2 separate regions of the Ovis aries genome follow, and region 1 is linked to region 2. Evidence: chromatin contacts called from public Hi-C data. All regions are on one chromosome and are shown on one strand. Each heading gives the region's core, a stretch centred on a gene start, on an enhancer-like site or on the middle of the called end of the contact. The rest is flanking DNA. Distances are from core to core; before and after follow the strand shown.

What was found. Hi-C and Micro-C count contacts between places; a contact is called where the count stands out from the background.
Region 1: a contact with region 2 is called in a Hi-C map of liver, with 4 times the contacts expected there. The contact joins the promoter of TNFSF10 here to the enhancer-like site in region 2. A contact is called at or near these places in 10 of 16 Hi-C or Micro-C datasets (blood, hypothalamus, liver and 4 more).

The regions. Positions count from the first base shown.
Region 1 is chr1:215,676,691-215,683,281 of ARS-UI_Ramb_v3.0, reverse strand. TNFSF10 (TNF superfamily member 10) reads right to left here and starts at 1,672. Exons shown (of 6, transcript XM_060405145.1): 1 at 1,489-1,672. The coding sequence starts at 1,617.
Region 2 is chr1:215,587,431-215,594,006 of ARS-UI_Ramb_v3.0, reverse strand. No RefSeq gene overlaps it. Among named protein-coding and RNA genes, the nearest start is that of TRNAC-ACA, 87 kb to the right of the region's middle. Within about 2 kb of position 4,741, at least 12 of the 54 cell types and tissues checked have an H3K27ac peak or open chromatin away from gene starts, as enhancers often do. A contact at or near this core is called in liver, where this site is marked.

The sequences.
Region 1 (6,591 bases), core at 423-2,922, 92 kb before region 2:
AGTCACAGATACAGAAAACAAACTTATGGTTACCTAGGGGAGGGATAAACTGGGACATTGGGACTGACATACACAATTGGAAAGACTGAAACTGAAGCTCCAATACTTTGGTCATCTGATGTGAACAGCCGACTCATTGGAAAAGACCCTGATGCTGGGAAAGATTGAAGGCAGAAGGAGAAGAGGGCAACAGAGGATGAGATGTTTGGATGACATCACCAATGCAATGAACATGAGTTTGGGCAAACTCCAGGAGATGGTAAGGGACAGGGAGGCCTGGCATGCTGCAGTCCGTGGGGCAAAGAGTCAGACATGACTGAGTGACTGAACAGCAACAAAAATGTGTAAAAATATATAGTATATATAAAATAGATGAAAAATAAGAACCTATTGTATAGCACAGGGAACTTTATTCAATACTCTGTAGTCACTTATAGGGGAAAAGAATCTGAAAAAAGAGTGGCTATGTATAACAGACTCACTTTGCTATACAGCAGAAACTGACATTGTAAATCAACTACATGCCAATAAAAAATACATTAAATATATATGTGTATGTGTGTGCTGTGTTTAGTCACTCAGTCGTGTTTGACTGTCTGTGACCCCATGGACTGTAACTTGCCAGGCTTCTCTGCCCATGGAGATTCTCCAGGCAAGAATACTGGAGTAGGTTGCCATGTCCTCCTCCAGGGGATCTTCCCAACCCAGGGATTGAACCCAGGTCTTCCACATTGCAGGCAGATGGTTTACCATCTGAGCCACCAGGGAAGCCCACGAATATTGGAGATGATAGCCTATCCCTTCTCCAGAGGATCTTCCTGACCCAGGAATTGAACCAGGGTCTTCTGCATTGCAGGTGGATTCTTTACCAGCTGAGGTACCAGGGACTATATAGAAAGCCAAAAGCTGAAGTTGGCTTATTTTCAGTAATTTTGCTTTCAAAATCCACTGGAACTAGCAACATTTGGAACACACCACAGCATTATTACAGGTGACTTAGAGCTCGTCTTTGGGTTAAGCCTTGACTGTACCCTATGTCCCAGTAGAACCACATTTGTGAAGGTTGGTTACTCACTCAACAAGTGTGGGAGCTCTGTGCTAGTTTTTAGAGGTGTCGCAGAAAGCAAAAGCAGACACAGTCCTCCTCTGAGGCAGCTCCTCTCTTGCCCGAGAATTTGAGTCAAGAACTCTAAAACGTTAAGCAGAAAGAACTCAAGGAATGGCAGCAGTTAATATTATAACATACTGTTGAATACAAAACTACCTCAGCAGTTTCACTTCCCGCATCTGCTAGAATCTGGTCGAGCCAATTCTGTAACTATACTTTGTGCACGTAATCCTTTCAATTCACTTTTGCAAAGTTCTCAGTAATGATAGGCATTAGCAGTTAGGGCAGGACAGAGAAAGAGAGGCTTCTCTTCCTCTGTAAAGTCTTCACAGAGGAGCCAACAGAGGCAGTCTGTCAGGGAGCGTTTGCATTGTACTGACCTGCTTCAGCTCCTTGCTGAGATACATGTAGAACACGCCCATACCAAAAGCCTGCAGCAGCACTGTGAAGATGAGGATCAGCACGCAGAACTGTCCAAGTCTGGAGCCCGGAGTATGCATCAGGGTCATGATCGCTGTAGGATGGGACTCCTGCAGAGTGAGTCAAGCTGCAGATTAGGACTGCGGTGGGGTGGAGCAGATTTGTAAGTTTTACTTAGTGAAAAGCAGCAAGTCAAACCGAAACTGAAACTTGTAAAGAGGAGAAAAAACAGTTGCAAGTCTACTAATCTTAAACGACTGGAAGCTAGGGGGAAGCAAGGCAGGTCCACTACAGTCAAGCAGCAGATTAGGACTGCGGGGGTGGAGCAAATTTTTAAGTTTTACTTAGTGAAAAGCGGCAAGTCAAACTGAAACTGAAACTTGTAAAGAGGAGAAAAAACAGTTGCAAGCCTACTAATCCTAAACGACTAGAAACTAGGGGGAAGCAAGGCAGGTCCACTACAGTTTTCAGGGGCACAGGGCTCTCTGTCTCTGGTATTGGATTTCTAACCCCCAGAACTGCAAGACAACAAAATTCTGTTTGTGCTACTTCATTGTGGCAGGCTTGGGAAGTGAATATAGCTTCCACTGGATTAGAAAAGTGAAAAAAGTTGTAAGCGTTACAATCATAATAACTTCAATCCATTAATTAAAACAAAATCTGGGGCTTGTTTTGAAAAGGTCGTTGTCAACACGGGCACCAGCAGCAAGTCCATGTTTCTGTGAACAATCCATTCATTCACTGTTTAGGCTAGAGTCTATCCAGGTCGCCAGGTTTTATAAGTATGCGTCTTTCCATCATTTTCTAATTGTATAAACATTCTTCATGTTCTTACTTTACATTTTATTTATTTTGATTAGGTAGTTATTGGGCCACACCCCACCAGCCTGAAAGCTTGTGGTTGCCCAGCCTCCAGACCAAAGAAAGAGGCTGGATACAGTGATGGGGACATCAATAGTTTGGTGGACAGGAGATCTTACATGTTTGAAGCAAAATGTCCTGGAGTGACATCTCACCATGGCAGGCAGGACATGGCAGCAGTCTTTGCTCCTTGGGGGAGAAGGAGGCTACCATGTATGGGTGGGAGGGACAGGGCGGAAATTGATTTTAGGTGGGCTCATCAGTTACCAAGGAAACCAGGAGATGGGGTGGGGGCAAGCTTACAGGCAGTTACTGATGAAGCCCTGTAATTAGGAGGACTGGATAGTCATGTGATTGAAGCAGGGCCTGGTCAAACAGGGGACGAACAGAGAGCAAGAGAACAGCCATCCTGAATGGTTTGACAGTACTCTCCACCCCTTCACCCTTGCACGACCCTTACAATCTTGGTCCACCCTTCTTCTGTGATATCCCTGGGCTCAGGTATGTACAGGGGCACTGCAACCAGACACCACAAACACAATACAGACAACAGCAGCTAAAGAGTATCAGGAGCCTAAGAGGTGGGCAAACATTCGAGCCAGCTGGTTACAGGTTCAAGTTTTCATGAAAATCCAGAGGAGGACGACAATGGCATCCTGCTATAGACCCAGCAAGCAGGCTCGTTTCCCAGCGAGGCCACCACTGTGCCCAGTCTGCAAACAGATTGCCTCCACCCAGACTAAGTATGCTTACCAGGCACAAGACAGGGAAAATTATGACCATTAACCAACACACAAGCAATATCCTGAGATAGTGCCACCCCTGCCTGAGGTTTCTGTCCTGGGGGGCAGTACCATCCCATCTATTCACCTGCAGTCCCCAGAGCCTGTACTGAGTCCTAGAGACACCCTCAGGGTTAACATGATGGTGCCTTCCTCCAGCTGGGGCCTGGATTAATTACCTTATTGGTCTTTGGTGGAGCAGTTAACAGACAGGTGAGATCTATAAATCCCTTTCTATCCTATTCCCCATGAGTTGGCAAACCCAAACCACCAGGGACTCACATGCCAGTCCCAGGGCTGGCTTATAATGTGTTCTCCTGGGGTTAGAGCCTGTGGCCTGGACAAAAGCAAGCTTTGTCCTAATGGGTAGTCCTAATGGCAGTGTGCCTCGAACTTCAATGGTGTGACCTTCAAGTAGCCTTTGGGTTTGGGTTCAAGTTTTCATGAAAGTCCAGAGGAGGACGACAATGGCATCCTGCTATAGACCCAGCAAGCAGGCTCGTTTCCCAGCGAGGCCACCACTGTGCCCAGTCTGCAAACAGATTGCCTCCACCCAGACTAAGTATGCTTACCAGGCACAAGACAGGGAAAATTATGATCATTAACCAACATACAAGCACTATCCTGAGACAGTGTGCCCCACCAGTGCGTGGGCACTGGGACCATTGCTCCTGGGGTGTGTCCACATGTTGAGAGTAGGGTTCCTATCTCACTTGTTGCTGATGTGACCCCACTCATCCTCTGGGTTAGCCTAGCAGCACTAGGGCTGGTCATTTCCAGCAGCCCTTTCCTGAACTTCAAGGCCAGTAATGTGGGTTCCTTGGTCAATACTGATGTCCTTGGGGGTCCCGTGCGTCACACACAGCTCTTCTGGATCCTGAACTGAGGACTTTGCATCTCTCCACGACTCAGGTAGGCCTTCTGTAATGTCGTGCCCCTGCTGTGACACCCTGTAGACACGCATGCCTGCTGCTCCATCACACTGCCTCATTGCTCTGCCGCCTTCCACAACTGGGACCGGAAGCCCAAGGGCACTCATTGGCCCCAACCAAGCCTTTCTGGGTAACAGGCCATGTCCAATTCACAAGTTTGTCCCTAAATTACCATCCCTAAAGCCTAAAGCCTAAACAATCTTCCTAGTTGCTTAGGGTTGGTGCACTGGGGGGAGCTATGTTGGTATCTTGAAGATGATCCAGGTCCTTGTCTTCTGTTTGCATTCCCCAGACATGCCTGTGCAAGTCAGATGAGCCACGAGTGTGGGGTTGCTACTTTTAAAGTGGAAAGAGACTCTGGGGTTTATAGGATATTGTCATTATGATGGAAGACAACTGCCACAGGGCCCTACATGCTAGTTGATGGCCTGCACAATCATTCCTCCAACTCTCTGTTCCTGGCCTTGTTTCCCTGCATCTCTGCACTCACAAGAGTTTCTTTGGCCTTCTGGCTGACTCATCAGTTGTTGAGCTGCAGGCCTGAAAGTCTTGCGATCGAAGAAACAGCCCAGAGACAGGACAGAGACATCAACAGTTTATTGGAAGGAGGATCTTACATGTCTGAGGCAAAAACTCTATAGCGACATCCCCACTTTGTGCAGCCGGCAACAGGCAGGTGGTGACAATAGTTTCTGCTATTTAGGGGGAGGATGAGGGTATGATTTATAGGGGTTTGATATCAGTTGGGCTCATCAGCTACCTGGGATTAAGCCCTATATTAAGAGGAGCGAGGACTTCCCTGGTGGCTCAGAGGGTAAAGTGTCTGTCTGCAATGCAGGAGACCCAGGTTCGAGCCTTGGGTTGGGAAGATCCCCTGGAGATGGAAGTGGCAACCCACTCCAGTACTATTGCCTGGAAAATCCCATGGACAGAGGAGCCTGGAAGGCTACAGTCTATGGGGTCACAAAGAGACGGACATGACTGAGAGACTTCACTAACAGGAGTGAATCGTCACATGAATGAAGCAGGGTCTGGTAGAGCAATGGATGAACAGAGAACAAGAGAACAACCATCTTGAAGGATGACCATCTAGTAGTCCTTATACACAGTAATGGGATACAAAGTATTTCACCCTACCTGGCCATGAATTGTCCTGTTCTCCACCCCGAAGACAACCATTATTAACCATTTTTATGTATCTTTCCAATAAGATTTCATGCACTTATAAATATATTTTATATATATATATATATATATAATGTATATGATAGACTTAAATGGTAGCTTACTCTATACATCATTCTGAACCTTGTTTTTATCACTTCATATATCTTGGGAATTCATTCTGTATTTGTAGGATTTTTTTTTTTTTTTTTTTGCTATACAATACTCTACTATATAGATGCATTAAAAAATATTTAACTGGGCTTCCCTGGTAGCTCAGTGGGAAAGAATCTGCTTGCCAATGCAGGAGAATGGGTTTGATCCCTGATCCAGGAATTTTTCACATGCCAAGGAGCGACTAAGCCCGGGCACCACAACTATTGAGCCTGTGCTCTAGTGCCTGGGAAACTACTGAGCCCAGATACCACAACTACTGAAGCCTGAACACCCTAGAGTCCCTGCTCCAAAATAAAAGAAGCCACTGCAAAGAGAAGCTCATGCACCACAACTAGAGAGAAGCTGCCAAAGCCTGTGTGCACCAATAAAGATCCAGCACAGCCAAAAATAAGCCAGATATTTCAAAAATAATATTTAAAAATATTTTTTAATATTAGAAAATATTGAACCAGTCTCCTATAGATAGATATTTAGGTCGCTGCCAATATTTATCTTTCTCACAAATGATGCTCTAATTGCCATATTTTTATTCTCTTCATCAAGCCCTTTCTTTGCCATCCCATGTGTAACTGCAATCTGTTGTTTCCTGTCCTGGCCCCAAGCTTGCTCCGATGCTTTATTTTTCCTCACAGCACTTTACATTTTCTGGCATTCTATTTATTTTACCCATAGATTGCTTGTCTTTACCAACTAGAATTTAAGTTCTATGAAGACACATGTTTTTGTCTCTTTAGTTTGCAGTTGACTGGCTTGTATCTGAGTACATAGTTAGTGCTCAGTAAATACTGACTTAATGTTTTAATTAAATGCCACAAAAGAAAAGCATACATGGTAACTAAAAGGTATGTATCTTCCCTTCAGAGAAAAATAAGCCATAGGGTAACAAAGCAGGACCCTTTGGGGGCCTTCCCGGAACAGACCACTCCCCCTATATGCCCTTTACCTGCCCTTTGTCTTTAGAACTTTGGTCAAAGATTAACAAAGTGAGAAAATGCAGAAAGGAAAACAGTGAACCACGATAAATTAGTAATACTTTAGCCATTAAACAGAGTCAAGGACCTTCCACTTCTTTTCAAGGGTTGTAGATAATATTCTGAGCCATATCTTTTGAGCTGTTTTGCAGATACTGAAACCTCCACCAGGTAGA
Region 2 (6,576 bases), core at 3,492-5,991:
CCTGCCAATGCAGGAGACCTAAGAGACCCAGGTTTTAGTCCCTGGGTCTGGAAGATCCCTTGGAGAAGGGCTCAGCAACCCAGTATTCTTGCCTGGAGAATCCCAGGGACAGATGAGCCTAACGGGCTATAGTCCATAGGGTCGCAAAGAGTCAGACAGGACTGAAGTGACTTAGCACAATTCTCGATAGGTGAAAGCAAAGCATCTGGCTAAATGGTCACCTTTTTAAAAAACATACTTTATTTTTTTAAGCATTTATAGACTCCATACAAAATCTAGCAAAAAATGGAGTGAGGGATTTCCCTGGTGGTCCAATGGTTAAAACTCTGCACTTCCAATGTAGCAGACACAGGTTTGAACCCTGATTGGGGAACTAAGATCCATATGCCACATGGCAAGACCAAAAAAAAAAAAAAAAAGAAAGAAAGTGGAAGGAGTTCCCATATACTCCCTACTCCCATACATGCACAAATTCCACCACTATCAATATCCCACACCAAAGTAGTATACTTGCTACAACTGATTAACCTACACTGACACATCCTTATCACCCAAAGTCCATAGTTTACATTAGGGTATACGTAACTCTTGATGTTGGACATCATATGGGTTTTGACAAATATGTAATGGTGTGTGCCCACCGTTATAGCCCCAAAGTACTTTCACAGCCCTAAAAATTCTCTGTGCTCTTCCTCTTCACCCCTCCCTCCTCTCCAACCTCTGGCAACCACTGAATGGACTTTTTACTGTCTCCAGAGCTCTTGTTCTTCCAGAAAGTCATGATATTTGGAATCATACATTATGTAGCCTTTTCAGATTGGCTTCTTTCACTTGGTATTATGCATTTAAGTTTCCTCTATGTCTTTTCATGGTTTGATAGTTCATTCCTTTTAGAGCTGAATAATATTCCATTGTCTGAATGTACCAGTTTATTTATTCATTCACCTACTGAAGGACATCTTGGTAGCTTTCAACTTTTGGCAATTATGAATAAAGTTGCTATGAACAATCATGTAAAGGATTTTTGTGGACATACATTTTCAATTCACTTGGGTAAATAAATAAGAAGTGGGACTGCTATATCACATAGTAAGAGTATGCTTAGCTTTGTAAGGAATTACCAAGCTGACTTTCAAAGAGGCTGTAGCATTTTGCATTCCCTCTAGCAATGAATGAGAGTTCCTCTTGCTATACATCCTCCTCAATAGGTGGTGCTTTCAGTATTTTGGGTTTTGGTCGTAGTGTGTGGTGATATCTCTTTGTTATTTAAAATTTTCAATTTGCTAATGACGTGCTGTTAAACATCTTTTCATATGCTTATTTGCTATCTGTGTATCTTTGGTGAGTTTTCTGTTCAGATCTTTTGCCCATTTCCCAAACAGGTTGTTTGTTTTCATATGTTGGTTTTAAGAATTCTTTGCAAAATTTGGGTAACAGTCTTTTACCAGATACACCTTTGCAAATATTTTCTCCATTTTTTTTTTTTAAATAAAGTCATAGTATACAACCTGGTACTAAGCTTTGATTTTGGGGGGAGGTGGCTTGATGGGACATCAGGATGTTAGGGTATGTTGACTATGACCTGGAAACTTAAGTAAAATCATATGAGTGAGAAGCTTCTACCAAGTGTGGCCTGTCTAAAAGGCAGAGAAGGAGGAAATACAGCTTATCTAAGAAACGTTTTCCTATGACTATAAATCCAATATGGTTGAATGACAGACTTGAGCTTTGCAGATTTAAAAAGCTGGATTCTTTGTATTAAACTAAAGTCAGAGGAAGCAAAGAAAGGGGAAAGGGGTTGGATATAAGTTTGAGACCTGGAGGAGCCTGATTCCTCAGCTACTAACACAACTTTTGGGGCTCTTTTTATTGACAGAGATGACAATTACCCCACTGTAGAAACCATTCCATGATGCAGAACATGGTGTAAGGGGAAGAGATGAACCAGTCTTCCCCAAACCAGGCTATAGTTTTCCACTGCCAAGTTTAATGCTGAAAACTTACAGAAAGGATGGAGCTCTAGAACCTGTTGCTATATGACAGAACCCCTCAGATTTAGCTTTTGACTCCAGAACCATAAGTCATCAAGATCTGTGGAAGTGAACAGATAAAGATCAACAAAGGCTACCAGAAGAGAAACTGCAAGTTTATTTCCCAAGTAACCAAAGGCCTCTTTAGGTCATTTGAGGTAAGAGACAGCAAAAGTGAAAAGCTAAACAATTCTAGGAAATCAGCTCAAAAACTGGAAAAACAAGTACACATTCAAACAAATCCCTACAGTCACTCCTCCACCCAAACACCCAGACACACGCAAGGAAAAGCCATCTCATGAAAGCACCTTATTTTATTTAAACTCAAAAGAAGTGTGAGTGAATTCATGAGATAGTGCTACAGGCATTTATTTACTTCTGGGATATGGATCTATAGTACACTGATCCTTCTCAGACTAAACTGAGAATATTTAAGGCAAATTAACCTGGGTACACTTAGGTTCATCTCTTTCCTTATTTGTTTACTCTGGTAAAAATACATTTGTAAAGTCTTGCAGTGTGGTAAATACACACCTAATTTTTTTCCTTCTCTTCTTTTCCTGATTCTATCTTCAAAAACCAAAGAAAATTAGAGAGACTAGAGATCAGAAAAGGAGAGCAGAAAAAGGAAGAAGAGAGAAAAGAGAAAATATGGGAAAAGGATTTAGGTCTGAGCATAAGAGATATATCTCTTTAATGCGTTTACTATAAGATGAAAACATTATAAAGAATCAGTAGGGCCATTTTCTAAAGAAAACATTCCTCATCTTTACAAGTTAAATATATAAGCATGGATATTTATTCTCTCCAATGCATTTTTTTCTTTGAAATAATGATAATTCTTTGGAAAGACCCTGGGGGTTTAAGAACATCAGCTTCTATGCAGAGTCAATTCCTTATTATTATGACTTTTTTTTCTTTCATGAAGCAGGATACAGTAAATCTCTTTTAAGTCTTTTCATCTTTTCTTTCTTTTTTAAAACAATTTTATTTCTTTATGGACTGTGCTGAGTCTTTGACGGTGCTTGGGCTTTCCCCTAGTTGCAGTGAGCAGGGGCTACGCTCTAGCTGTGGTGTGCAGGTGTCTCATCATGATGGCTTCTCTTGTTGAGGAGCACGGGCTCTAGGCATGTGGGCTACAGTAGCTGCAGCACCCAGGCTCAGTAGTTGTGACACACAGGCTTAGATGCTCTGCAGCATGTGGGAGCGTCCCTGACCCGGGAACAAACCCATGGCCCCTGCATTGGCAGGCAGATTCTTAACCACTAGACCACCATGGAAGCCCCAGGATGAGCTAAATCTTGACAGGCAAAGCATTCAGTTAAAAGGATTTGGTTTTGTTTGTTTCTTTTGTTTTGCACTTGCTAGGGTAGAATGAGGGAAGAATTAGTCAATCAATTCCTTTCCTAGGTCCAGCTGCCTCTCTCTCATTCACCTTTGGTAAGGCTTCTCAGTCTCACTCATGAACTTCTTGCCACACAATAGTATGAAAGGAAAGTAAGCTTCAGTCCAAAATATCCCAGTGGATTTTTCTTTAGCACTGGAATCTCTACCGAATAACTTTTCTTAAAACTTTTGCCTTTCCTAGGTAAAGACGCCTGGTAGAAAGATGGGCAGGGGTCCAGAGGCCAGAGATAGGTTGTTTGGTTCCCTTTTCTGTCCACCAAATCTAGGCACCATGGGAACACAGTTCTGAGCTATAAAATGTGCGTATGCTGATGTGCACCGAAGCAGAGTTTCAGTCCCGAGAAAACTTTCTCCCCACGTCCCTGAGGACGTGATTGTCATGCTGATTTTGTTATAAACACAGCAGAGACCAAGAAATAATCCATTGTTTCTCCTTAAAATTATGAAAATTCTAGAATTCAACCCAGACAAATCCACACTAAGTCACCTAAGGCAATCAACTTATGAGTCTGTGTGTTGGAAGTTTCCCCTCAAGTGTCAGTCTAACAGGCAGGTGTTCCTGTCTGTTCAAACTCAGCCAAATTCCCTGAGTGACCTTTAAGAAATCTCAGTTTTGATTTCTCCTCCCTTCTTCCCTCCCTTTGTCCTGCCTTCCCTCCCTCCCAAAGACAGTGCTGCTAAGTCACTTCAGTCGTGTTCGATTCTGTGTGACCCCATGGATGGCAGCCCACCAGGCTCCCCTGTCCCTGGGATTCTCCAGGCAAGAACACTGGAATGGGTTGCCATTTCCTTCTCCAATGCATGAAAGTGAGAAGTGAAAGTGAAGTCGCTCAGTCGTGTCCGACTCTAGCGACCCCATGGACTGCAGCCTATCAGGCTCCCTCGTCCATGTGATTTTCCAGGCAAGAGTACTGGAGTGGGGTGCCATTGCCTTCTCCACCAAAGACAATGCAGGCAGGAAAATAAGAGCAGTAATTATACTTTGAGTTCTCCAGAGGTAAATAAATATTATTACTTTAGCAATTAGTTATCAAGATATAGATAGATATTACATAGGGTATATATTCATGTATATAGTAAATGAATATATATATATATATACATATATATAGTTTACATGTATGTATCCTGAAAGCTGTAGAAATAGGTTGTCTATTTTATGGTTCTTTTAGATGAGAACAGTATTTTCCCTTTACACTTTATTCCTCAGGTAAAGAGAACATGTGGGTCATAAATTCAGCTAAGCTGGTACAGTCGTCTAGAAACTGCTCCCTTGGTGGCTAACACACTACTTGCCTGATTAACCACTTCCTGGTGACTCAGATGGTAATCCACCTGCAGAGCAGGAGACCCTGGTTTGATCCCTGGGTTGGGAAGATCCCCTGGAAAGAGAAATGGCTACCCACACTCCAGTGTTCTTGCCTGGAGGAGTCCATGGACAGAGGAGCTTGGTGGGCTACTGTTGGAAAGTTAATCTGGACTTTGCCAAGGACAGGGTGGAGTTCTTAGATAAGTTTTGAACTGAGTCCAAGATTTTATGAGACTGCACATTTCTTTTCAACTTAAAAAAAAAAATCTTTCCCTGGATGGAGAGAAAATCCTTATAAACATGACAGAGAAGGGAAAAGGAATAATAACTTTTAAAAACTAGTTTTAGAAGTAGGTGAGCTCAGAATGTGTATTTAGAATTTTCTGGTAGTTTGCTTTTACTTCAAGTTGCTGCTTCCTCTCACAGGCTGAAGTGTAAAACTGTTGGTTTGTGATTTTGCCCCGCCCTGCAATTTGGGGGCACCAAATTTGACCCTGATGCTTCTTTGTGTCACTACAAGATATAGTGAGAGGGGGAGGAAGTGTGCACTGATCAGGCTTATTAGAATAAATCTTACAGATCTGTAGAGCCTAGAGTTCTATGAGAAATAAGGGATAAACAGGGTTTATAAATCCTGGTGTATGCCTTCCCTTGACAAGAATGGAAACTGAGAACTTAGATTAAGAAATAGAAAGTAAAACTGACAAAGCTATTTGAAATAAAACAACTCCGGGGTTGACTTTCACAGCATCTATGCCCTCTGTTGGCTTCCCAGGATAGTACACTGGGTGGGACAGGAACTTTGAGATGTCCTTTTGCTGGTTTTCTTTCTGATACAGAATTCAAATGCTAGAACCTTCTTGAGCCTCAGGGTGGGGCAGGGGAAGTGGAAATGTGACCTTGATACCTCCCTCTTGCAGAGATAGTGTGCACCCTTCTAGGAGGGAGACTTCAAAAAAATGTCACAATAGAAGGCCATGTATTCAGTGAAGGTGTTACTTAGAGGTTCAGTTCAGTTCAGTCGCTCAGTTGTGTCCGACTCTTTGCGACCTCATGAATCGCAGCATGCCAGGCCTCCCTGTCCATCACCAACTCCCAGAGTTCACTCAGACTCATGTCCATCGAGTCCGTGATGCCATCCAGCCATCTCATCCTCTGTCGTCCCCTTCTCCTCCTGCCCCCAATCCCTCCCAGCATCAGAGTCATTTCCAATGAGTCAACTCTTCGCATGAGGTGGCCAAAGTACTGGAGCTTCAGCTTTAGCATTATTCCTTCCAAAGAAATCCCAGGGCTGATCTCCTTCAGAATGGACTGGTTGGATCTCCTTGCAGTCCAAGGGACTCTCAAGAGTCTTCTCCAACACCACAGTTCAAAAGCATCAATTCTTCGGTGCTCAGCCTTCTTCACAGTCCAACTCTCACATCCATACATGACCACTAGAAAAACCACAGCCTTGACTAGATGGGACCTTAGTCGGCAAAGTAATGTGTCTGCTTTTGAATATACTATCTAGGTTGGTCATAACTTTTCTTCCAAGGAGTAAGCGTCTTTTAATTTCATGGCTGCAGTCCCCATCTGCAGTGATTTTGGAGCCCCCCAAAATAAAGTCAGCCACTGTTTCCACTGTTTCCCCATCTATTTCCCATGAAGTGATGGGACCAGATGCCATGATCTTCGTTTTCTGAATGTTGACCTTTAGGCCAACTTTTTCGCTCTCCTCTTTCACTTTCATCAAGAGGCTTTTAGCTCCTCTTCACTTTCTGCCATAAGGGTGGTGTCATCTGCATATCTGAGGTTATTGATATTTCTCCCAGCAATCTTGATTCTAGC